2 separate regions of the Danio rerio genome follow, and region 1 is linked to region 2. Evidence: chromatin contacts called from public Hi-C data. All regions are on one chromosome and are shown on one strand. Each heading gives the region's core, a stretch centred on a gene start, on an enhancer-like site or on the middle of the called end of the contact. The rest is flanking DNA. Distances are from core to core; before and after follow the strand shown.

Region 1 (4,936 bases), core at 1,046-3,545, 580 kb before region 2:
TGAACAACGAGCACATTGTGGCTGTGGCTGGAGGGGTTTGCTGATTCATTCTTGGCCCAAAATGGCCACTTTGTTGTTGAAGAGTGGACATGTTTAGCGTCCAGCAGGTCTTCACTGTAGCCGCTTGAGATGTGTATTGATTTGGATGGTTGAAAGACTGAAATGGAGGCAGTCCATTCAAGTACTGATGGCATGCTGCTTATAGAAGTGTGAAATTGATGAAGAGGAGTGTTTGGTGGTGTATGAGATGACAGATCTGCATAAGTCATAGTTATTTGCAAATGAGGTTGAGTGTGGAATGGTTCAATTGTGTGCATATTTATTTTAAACAATTCATAGTCTTGAATAGTGTTCGAAATCTGCTTTTTCTTAAATGACTTAGAGACATCTGGGATGTTCAGAGTTGTTTTTAAGGGCCATGTGGTAGGGGTGGCTTCAATGTATTTGTGGGTTGTACTGCTGATTCGAGTGTAAGCACTAGAAATAATAAATCTATCATGGTAAACCTTCTCTTTAGAGCGAGAAGGAAAGACATTGCCTGGTTCTATGAAGTTAGAAATGTCTATTGTCTCTGACTGATATCTGAATTTGGTTTCATAAGGTGAGGCCTCATCTGGTCTATGGTTTCTTATTGAATTGAGGAAATGTGAGGGAAATATTTCAGTTGATGAAATTTGGGAACTTTCCCTGTCAGCTGTGGTGTTGGCTGACCATGTCGATGTGACCATGCCACGTACAGAGTCCAAAATGTTGAGGGAGGGCAAACTGGGAGATATATTAATCCTCTCTGCTTTAGTTTGGGCATCTGAATTAACGGGCCAAGACTGAGAGCCTCTCTGTTCATCTGTCAGGGCCACCGCAGAACTGTTTGGTAATTCTGAACTAGCATTGACAGAAATATGAGGCATATGTGACAAGTCCCTCAGATCGACCTCTGAAGGATTAACATCGCCTTGCCTGCTTAAGCCTCTGAAAAGGGTCTCTGGCAATCTGTGTATAAGCGACGGCTCCAGCGCCAGAGGTGACTCTGATTTGGACCAGCTGCCGTCTACTGACGTAGAAATGCCACCTGCGATGCTCGGATACAAAGTGAAAACCCTAGAATTTGGGAATTGGCTGGAGTGAACGACTTGAGGGTTTTCAGAGAGGATAAACTGATTGTTCATTGAGGGTAAAACCAGGTCAGTGTTGTTTTTGGGATCTGAGATAAAGAGAATTTGGGCTGAGCCAGGTGTCAGAGATGGGAAAACATCAGTGTGCGGCAAGGAAGACAACGGACTGGGTCTGATGGCCTGTGTCATTAAGAAGTCACTTTGAACCCCTTCAGTAGGCATTGAACTCTGAGGCTCAATAAGAGTGGCAGCGCTGTGGGTTGAATCCATAAGCAGTTCAGCCACTGGCTCGACACTATGAGAGGGGGAGAGAGAGGAGATAACAAGTGTCTCTGTTGTGAGGGTATAGCTGCCTTGAGGAGTGAGAGGGCTCGCTGCCAAAGGCTCTATGAGTAAAATAGTTTGATTGGGGAGATAGTCGAAAGAGCTCTGTTGGGAGGCTGATGAAAAAAGAAAAGGGGTGGTATCGGTTAGACTATAATCAGTTTCTGACAAGTTTGTCCTGCCGTAACCTTTTGTTAAAGATTCCATCTTGCCATGTGTAACCATTGTGGACTTTTTCTGATCATGTTGCACATCTTTAACAGTGTCCTTGGTGGCAGTTTCCTTCGACAGGCCCCAGGCCACGGTGCTTGTTAGCTTTATATCCACAAGGTGTGTGGGCGACCACTCTGGTGGTGCTGCTGTTTGGCCAGGGAGACTCTTGAGCTCAGACTGGATCATTTGCACACCTGTTACTCCCGGACTCATTGAGGAGGAAGGGATAAGTGTCCAGCTGCTGTCTGTCTCCAGCCGTTCTGAGACCTGTGCCAACTCTGACATAGCCCAAGGTAAACTAAGGTCTGAGTGACTTTCTAAATGTTCCTGTTTGCTAACAGCCTGTCTCACCGGTGCAAAACTTGTAGTGTTGACAGTAGGCACACTTTCTATTTCTAGGAAAGACATGTTGTGGGGGGTGGCAGGGGCCAAGCTTTCATCCAGGGAGTAGGTGGAATCAAAGTCAAACAGGCTGAAGACATCATCATCCAAGTCAATGTCATAAAAAAACGCCTCTGGTCCAAAACCAGATGGGTAATCGAGTATCTCTGTGAGGTTTTTGTCACTGTCACTCACAACCACTTGGGGAGCTATTGGCTTATTCTTACGATTACTGAGTGACGCCACCTGGAAAGACTCAAAGTCTTCAGTCTGATTGTGAGCGTCTGGTTGCCATGGAGGCTTCACCTGGGAATAGGCCGGCCTCATGCTTGTAGAGTCTGTTTTCTTGGCAACAGAGGTCATTGTGGATGTTTTCAGCCAGTGGGATTCATTCGTCATGCTTATTGTCGGTTGGGAAGGCGGCTTGGTCAGATGGATGACGGGACGTTTGTGTGGCCGAGTGACGGCAGCTTCTACTTTCTTCCTCACGGGCCAGATGAGGGGTGTGGAGATGAAGCCGAGTGACGTTTTGGGGCCCCGGGGTGCAGGAGCAACAAGAGGCCTAGCGGGGGGAGAGCTAGTGGATGGAGTCTCAGCGTGAGGAGTAAACCGCAGTAGTGACCACAAAAATGCAGCCCTCTCTTTTTCTGCTCCGGCTCAAGTATTTAGCAGAGGATCCCAGATTTGGTAAAAATGAAGAGGTCAGAGCAGGCTATTATTTATCTTTGCAGATATAAAAAATGAAGAGGTCAGAGCAGGCTATTACTTATCTTTCAGACACACAATATAACAAAACACAACAGTATACAGGAAAAATCAATTGTAGGCACAATACGGAAGTTAACACAGGGATTGTTTGAAATGGATAAAGTACAAACATATACCAAAGGGTAACACTTAAGTAAGGACTAGTATTAATAAAGAAATAAGATAGGTTTACAGCAGAAACACAGGTTAAGGATTTCAGGAAGTCTGTCTGGAAGCAATATTGATGTTAACCCATAAGGGAATGTAGAAAGATAATACTAGAATCTTTAACGAGACATTAATTCAGTTCTCTAAATGAACTGGCAGTGAAGACAAGGGACTATGAATATAAATTACATTGTATTAAATAATGCGCTGCCAGGAATGATTTTGAACTGAACAGACTCAGGAAATGTAATAATATTAAATGAAAGAGAAGAGCAAAGATCTGACATGAAACAAAAAAGATACAAAAACCTTTGATGATTTTGACAGATACGTACTATTGTGGATTTTTACATAGATAAAGTAGAAAAAAAAATACTTTTACAGGTTTCTGATACAGGAGACACCAAAATATAATCAAAGTGGTCTTTACTCATTCAAGTTCTGTTTATAAAACCCTAAATAAATAAAGGTATGGCTTCTTTCATCTGCACCCAGAAAATTTCCAAGCAATAAACCAATTGTTTAATTCCTTTTCCCGTTAAGAAAAAGCAACAGTAGCATCCCCTGGTAAGCAGAAGCAAGCCATGTGTAACGTGAGATAACAGGTTTAGCTTACCATTGGTTTTGCGGATGGACAGAGGTGAGTTAGTAGCAGCAGCTGCAGATGAGGGAATGGATTAAGTGACTGGTGGATGGTTTGGGTAATCAAACAAACACAGAGTAAAAGCTTGAGGTACACAAGACAAGACCCATATAACGCCATGAAATTTTTCTTCTGTTTATTAGTTATATTTGTATAATTGTCTATTTATTTTTAACCCATTAAATATATCTGCCAAGCCTGTTTCACTATTTCATCCAGTTCAATATTCTGAATGCTACAAAGATTTTTCATATATTTGTGACCCTGGACGACAAATCTTAAGTCTTAAGTTGAACGAGTTTATTTGTAGAAATTGTCAAATATGTCAAATTTACATTGTATGGGTCATAATTAATGTTTTTTTTTTACGCAAAATCATCAGAATATCAAGTAAAAGTTGTTTTAATTAAATATATTTCGTGAATTATGCCACTGTATCGAAACTATTTCAAAGGCTTTTTTTCTCAATATAGTTTTTCTTTTTAACCCTCAAGATTTTAGATTTTCATTAGTTGTATCTTGGCCAAATATAATCCAGTTCTAACGAACCATACATCAATGTAAAGCCTATTTATGCAGCTTTCAGGTGATACATCCCAGCAAGCACAGGATGTCAACATGATTGATGTTGTACCCCAATTGGGTTGACGTCAAAACCCATTGTCAGGCTGACATCGGACAGACATTATATTTTGGTTACTTTCCAACGCAACCTAAAAACAACAAAATATCAATGTCTAAGCTTGATGTTGTGTGGACATTACTAATATGACATCTATCAAACGTTGGATTTTGGTTGCCATACCTGACAAATAAATGTCAGCCTCTCTAAAACAGTGTGTATGTTCATTTCTAAGAATGATAGGTTAAGTGTAGTACCAGATGTATTTGTATCAGGGGAAAGATTACAAGTTGTATCTGAGTACAAGTACAGTACCTTGGTGTTTTGATGGATTCAAAACTATAATTTAAGTCCCAGTTTTAAAAGGTTTGTAACCGGGTTTGATTCAGTTTAGCAAATTTTTTCCTGATCAGATGTCATGTGAGGCAGCCCTAATCACTCCATGATCATTTCTCATATCACTTATCATTTGACCACTTGGTCCCAAGCTATCATTACTACTTTGAAGCTAATTGAATCATTATACAAACAATCCTGAAAAACTCTTGATAAGAAATCATTTTATTGTTCAATATTAAAGAAATACAACCTGCTTAGTTGGGAAAATTGAATTAAATATGTACACATTTTTTTAACGTTTAAGACAACATAATCCGACTTCACCACTAAATCAGTTTGTGAACGTTAGAACGACTGCTCACCAAACTACTAGAGGTGGTGAAAGAG
Region 2 (4,514 bases), core at 1,623-4,122:
TCTGAAATGTCTGGATTTAAAACTAACTTTACCTCAATCAAATATAACCGAAGCGATGTAATTCAGGTTTTGCAAAAAAGTGTAGACTGAGGATTTTACTTTGAATGAGCCTGGCTGTGTATATTTGTGTTTTTTTCTTCTCTTTTTCTAGTTCCCTACTCACTATCGTTAAAGAAATGGTGCTCTGTTTTTTTTTATTGCGATTTTCATGCAGCTCTACATTTTAAGCATTTTGATCATTTATTTGCACAACAATGTCAATCTGCTTCACGTTTTTTGAAAAGATATCATTATATTTCCTCTGCATGCATAAGATGCAAGAAAGGATTTTCTAAAAAACGGTGACATCATGTTCAGTCTATAGACATTTGCAGGCACGTAGTGTTTTTCTTAACAAGGTGACATTGTCAACTGCTGGCCTGACATGTAGAAAACAGCATTTTATTCTATTTATGTTCTATGTAAATGGATCACTTTGACAAATTAGTTGTCTACATGCAATAGTTTTTAAAAAGTACATTTAGCACACTGCTGTCTCATACAGTAAATGTAGTCTAGAGTTGATGATTCAATGCATTTTATGAGAAAATGTTTTTTTTTTACCTTGGATGTAAATCTATTGTAGAAGGCTTTCTAAAAACAGCATAATGGGGCACTTTAAACTTCACACATAAGCAGTGCTTCAGCAGGCCCAGCGTTCACAGTGTTTCTGCTGCATAGAGGACTCTATTTTCAGCCACACTGCTGCTGTGCTCTTCAACACAGCACGGACAGTGTGAATACTGTAACCTGTTAATATGAGCCCAGAAATAAATATGTGCTTTAGGTGGTAAGTAGACCAAAGACCCGTGCAGCCAGTGGACAGCGAAAGCCATCAAAAAGAACCGACCGTTTCAAACATCCCAATATCTAGAACATCTGTCAAAGCGATTCGGCCGCAGATCCATTTAAAGCTGCACCGCAAGGCACAGTGCGGATTAGATTTTGGTACGCTTGCATTATAAGTGATTGCAAGATGTCTGAAAATGCATCTGATTGGATCTTTTTACCTGAGCCATTACACACTTAAGTCAAATTCTGCACCAACTCTGACAGTCAAAAGTTGTTCATAATTAACTTTTTTTTTTCAGTGTCAGTGTCAACGCTACCCATTCACTTTGAATGGGTGACGTCAAGTGTTGCCGAATTGAATTGAGTCCGTCTGCACTGCTTCAGTGGCATTGGCCGCTGCAAAAGTTGAGAATTCCTCAACTATTCAAGCGCCAACAGAAGCGTCAGCCAATCAGAATGATTTATGCAAATACCCCAGCTCAGGCAGTAAGCTGATTGCGGACTTATTTCATTGGCTGATGCTGCTATGACAATCGCGTCTGCCCCAAATTCAGACCAGCCCTCTGTCAAGCGTTGACACTGAAGCCCCGTGTGAATCAGGCATTATAGATAGGGTGAAGAGCTCTGTCACCTGGGAGGAGTTTGGAGTAGAGCCGCTGCTCCTCCACATGGAGAGAGGTCAGCTAAGGTGGCTTGGGCATCTGTTTCGGATGCCTTCTGGACGCCTACCTAGGTAGGTGTACCTATGTCTCTAGGCTGGCCTGTTAATGCCTCTAGATGATCCCTGAGGAGCTGGAGGAAGTGTCTGGGGAGAGGGAAGTCTGGGGTTCACTCCTGAGACTGCTGACAACGGGACGTGGCCCCAGAAAAGCAGATGAAAATGAATGAATGAAATGAATTAATAAAACTCCTCAAAATATATGAAATTAATCCAATATTGTGAAATTTTGTACATTTTAGTAAGCAATTTATGCATGCTATCCAAAGCTGATAGCACTTGGGGTTAATTATTAGTAATATTGAATCTTGTTATTAGTAATAAATAAATAATCACTAAATAATGATCAATTTACTACTTACAAAAAGCTATTCATTTGTCTTTCATCTTTTCCTTTTTAGAAAAACATATGAATAATATACATACATAAATTAAAAGTACATTAAACAAAATAAATAAAAAACACCATCATTATTTCCTGTTAATCTACACAGATCTGAACTCTATCTAGGCATGGGCTGGTACAAGTTTCTAACGGTGTGATAACCTTGGATAAAAATGCCACAGCCTGATGGTATTACGGTATTGTGATTACTGCTCAAAAATAAATTCTTTTTAAATGTCTGGGTAAAACAAACACTAATTAAATAAATAACTTTATTACACATTAAACACAATTTATTGTATTTTAAAAAACGTTTAAAATATTTTGGAACAGTAAACATGTCAGGCTACATTTAAAACAAATCATTGACTTCAGCGCTCTTCATTTGTTTCAAAAACAAAGATTTCATTACAACACATTAAAAAATTCATTAAAAAAACTTACATATACCTTGGAAACAGTTTAACAGAACATTTTAGCGGTTGTAAAACCTTGACTTTTCCAAATCGCAGTAAACTTTGAAATTGGTTATGGTGCCATGCATCTAAATGAAATCCATCCAAATTGATTTGAGCAATACGGAAATTATATTGAAACGATGTTGAAAATTCAATTTAAAAGCACAGGATTAATTTATATTTTACAAAGGCCTACATCAAACAATGTTTTTAATTAATATTTCTCAATATTACAAATGTATTTTCAATTAGGCCTAATTAAACCCTGCCTTGGTGAGAAACTTTTATCAAAAAGATTTTCAGTCACACCTTTTGACAGAAAATGTACGCTAACTTTAAAGTAACTAGGAGTCTGGCAGAGCTGTAATTTCACAACACGAGGTTGAGGAAAAACTACACCCTCACTCACACCTTCCAAACCTGCGACATCATGCACAGCAAACACACGTTTCTGACTTTGACTCGGTGATTCGCGCCCTGTTTTGACAGTGAATGCTGCACCTTGTGGAAGACTCTTAGGTATCTAGTCGCACGAGGATTCACCGGAGGATTGACAAGCCTGATGTGAGGAGAAGTTAAGCTCAATCTGTCATTCTGAAGAAAAAAACAGTTCGTTCATTCACAGCTGTGCTCTCGACTGAAAAACAGGCCGCTTTTAGGCAAGACTGCAGATTACATTATGTTATGGGTCTTTACTGCCCTCTGCTGGCTGAAGAAGCAAGACGCAACACAAAAAAAAATAGCCAGGGCGTCGTGTTTAAGACAAGTGGTGCGCGCTGCAGAGCCATTTGAGGAGAGCTGAGCTCCAGCGAGGGGGAGCATGAGCTGTCGCTCCTCCTCCTGTAAGCTGTTTTAATGCGTACACCAACCCCACCCCTAACCCTACCCCCAGTGACATCACTCGTAGAAGAAGTGCAAAAAAGGTGGAGCTCAAGTTTAAGCTCCCCCTCGCTGGAGCTCAGGTCTCCTCAAATGGCTCTGCAGCGAGCACCACTTGGTTTAAAGGGGTAGTTCACCAAACATTGAAGGTTCTGTCATTATTTCAATCAATTAAATTTCTCATTTCTGTCAAACACAACAAAATATATATTTAAAGAAACCTGTAACCATTGACTTCCATTGTATTTGATGCACAGCTCAGTTTTTATAGTGTATATGCAGAGCTGATGTTTTTTCCCATACTTATAAACTTTTGGTGAATGGTTAATGGGACTTTTTTCATTTTATACAGTTCCTTTTACAGCATTGACATTGTACTGTAATTAAAATATAATCAGTTAAACAGACTTCAGCGTTTATTTAGTTGCTCAGGCGTAAAACGAGATGAAAGCCATTTACATGCACGTGCCCGCCAGGACTAGCGCAGAAGCTCCATTGAATATACTGTGGTAAAATAAATGTTTATATTTTTAAGACATGGCGGGAATTAATTGAATGCAGTGCTTCTTGTATATTCTGAGACCCACTTTATATTGGATATCATTCAGCCAGTGGAGACCCAAATTAAGGAAAAACTTTTTAGTAATTACACATCTATGGTTACTATTATGGTGGACTTGTAGCAAACTTGACTTCAAGTGACTGACACTTTTCTCGAAATGTAGCTGTTAATGTCCATGTCTCACCTAGTCTTGCACAGTAAGCCTGACTGGAACATTTCGACAAAGCATCATTTTATTTTGGATATGCTAATTCTACACCCTTGCATCAGCATTAGGACTGCCGCTATGCTAGACTGTTTTAAAAAAACTTCTTAAGACTCACTTTTTTGCATTGCTTTTAAGGATGATACTTTTTCGTAATTTTTTTAATGCATCTTATGGTTTATATTTTTACTGTTTTGCTGTATCTTTTTATTGTTGTGCTATTTCTGCTTTTGTTATATTTTGCCTTGTGGTGCTTTGAGTCTAAGGAAAGCGCATTATAATAACATTTAATATTAATATTATTTGTTGTTTTTATGGAGTCAATGGTTACAGAATTTCAGCTCTCTTCAAAATACCTTTTGTGTGTGTGTGTGTTCAAAAGAACAAGACAAAAAAAACTCAATGAGGTTTGAAGCAAGTCAAGTTGACTAAATGATGGCAGAATTGTCATTTTTAGGCATACCATCTCTTCAAGT

What was found. Hi-C and Micro-C count contacts between places; a contact is called where the count stands out from the background.
Region 1: a Hi-C map of embryo shows a contact between it and region 2, with 2.9 times the contacts expected there. The contact joins two enhancer-like sites. A contact is called at or near these places in 2 of 18 Hi-C or Micro-C datasets (embryo and an unstated tissue).

What each region holds. Positions count from the first base shown.
Region 1 is chr20:40,705,975-40,710,910 of GRCz12tu, reverse strand. All of the region lies in intron 5 of adgrg6 (adhesion G protein-coupled receptor G6), which reads right to left. Among named protein-coding and RNA genes, the nearest start is that of trnaf-gaa, 26 kb to the left of the region's middle. Within about 2 kb of position 2,295, at least 6 of the 62 cell types and tissues checked have an H3K27ac peak or open chromatin away from gene starts, as enhancers often do.
Region 2 is chr20:40,127,284-40,131,797 of GRCz12tu, reverse strand. The region is part of intron 5 of txlnba (taxilin beta a); the gene reads left to right. Among named protein-coding and RNA genes, the nearest start is that of txlnba, 27 kb to the left of the region's middle. Within about 2 kb of position 2,872, at least 6 of the 62 cell types and tissues checked have an H3K27ac peak or open chromatin away from gene starts, as enhancers often do.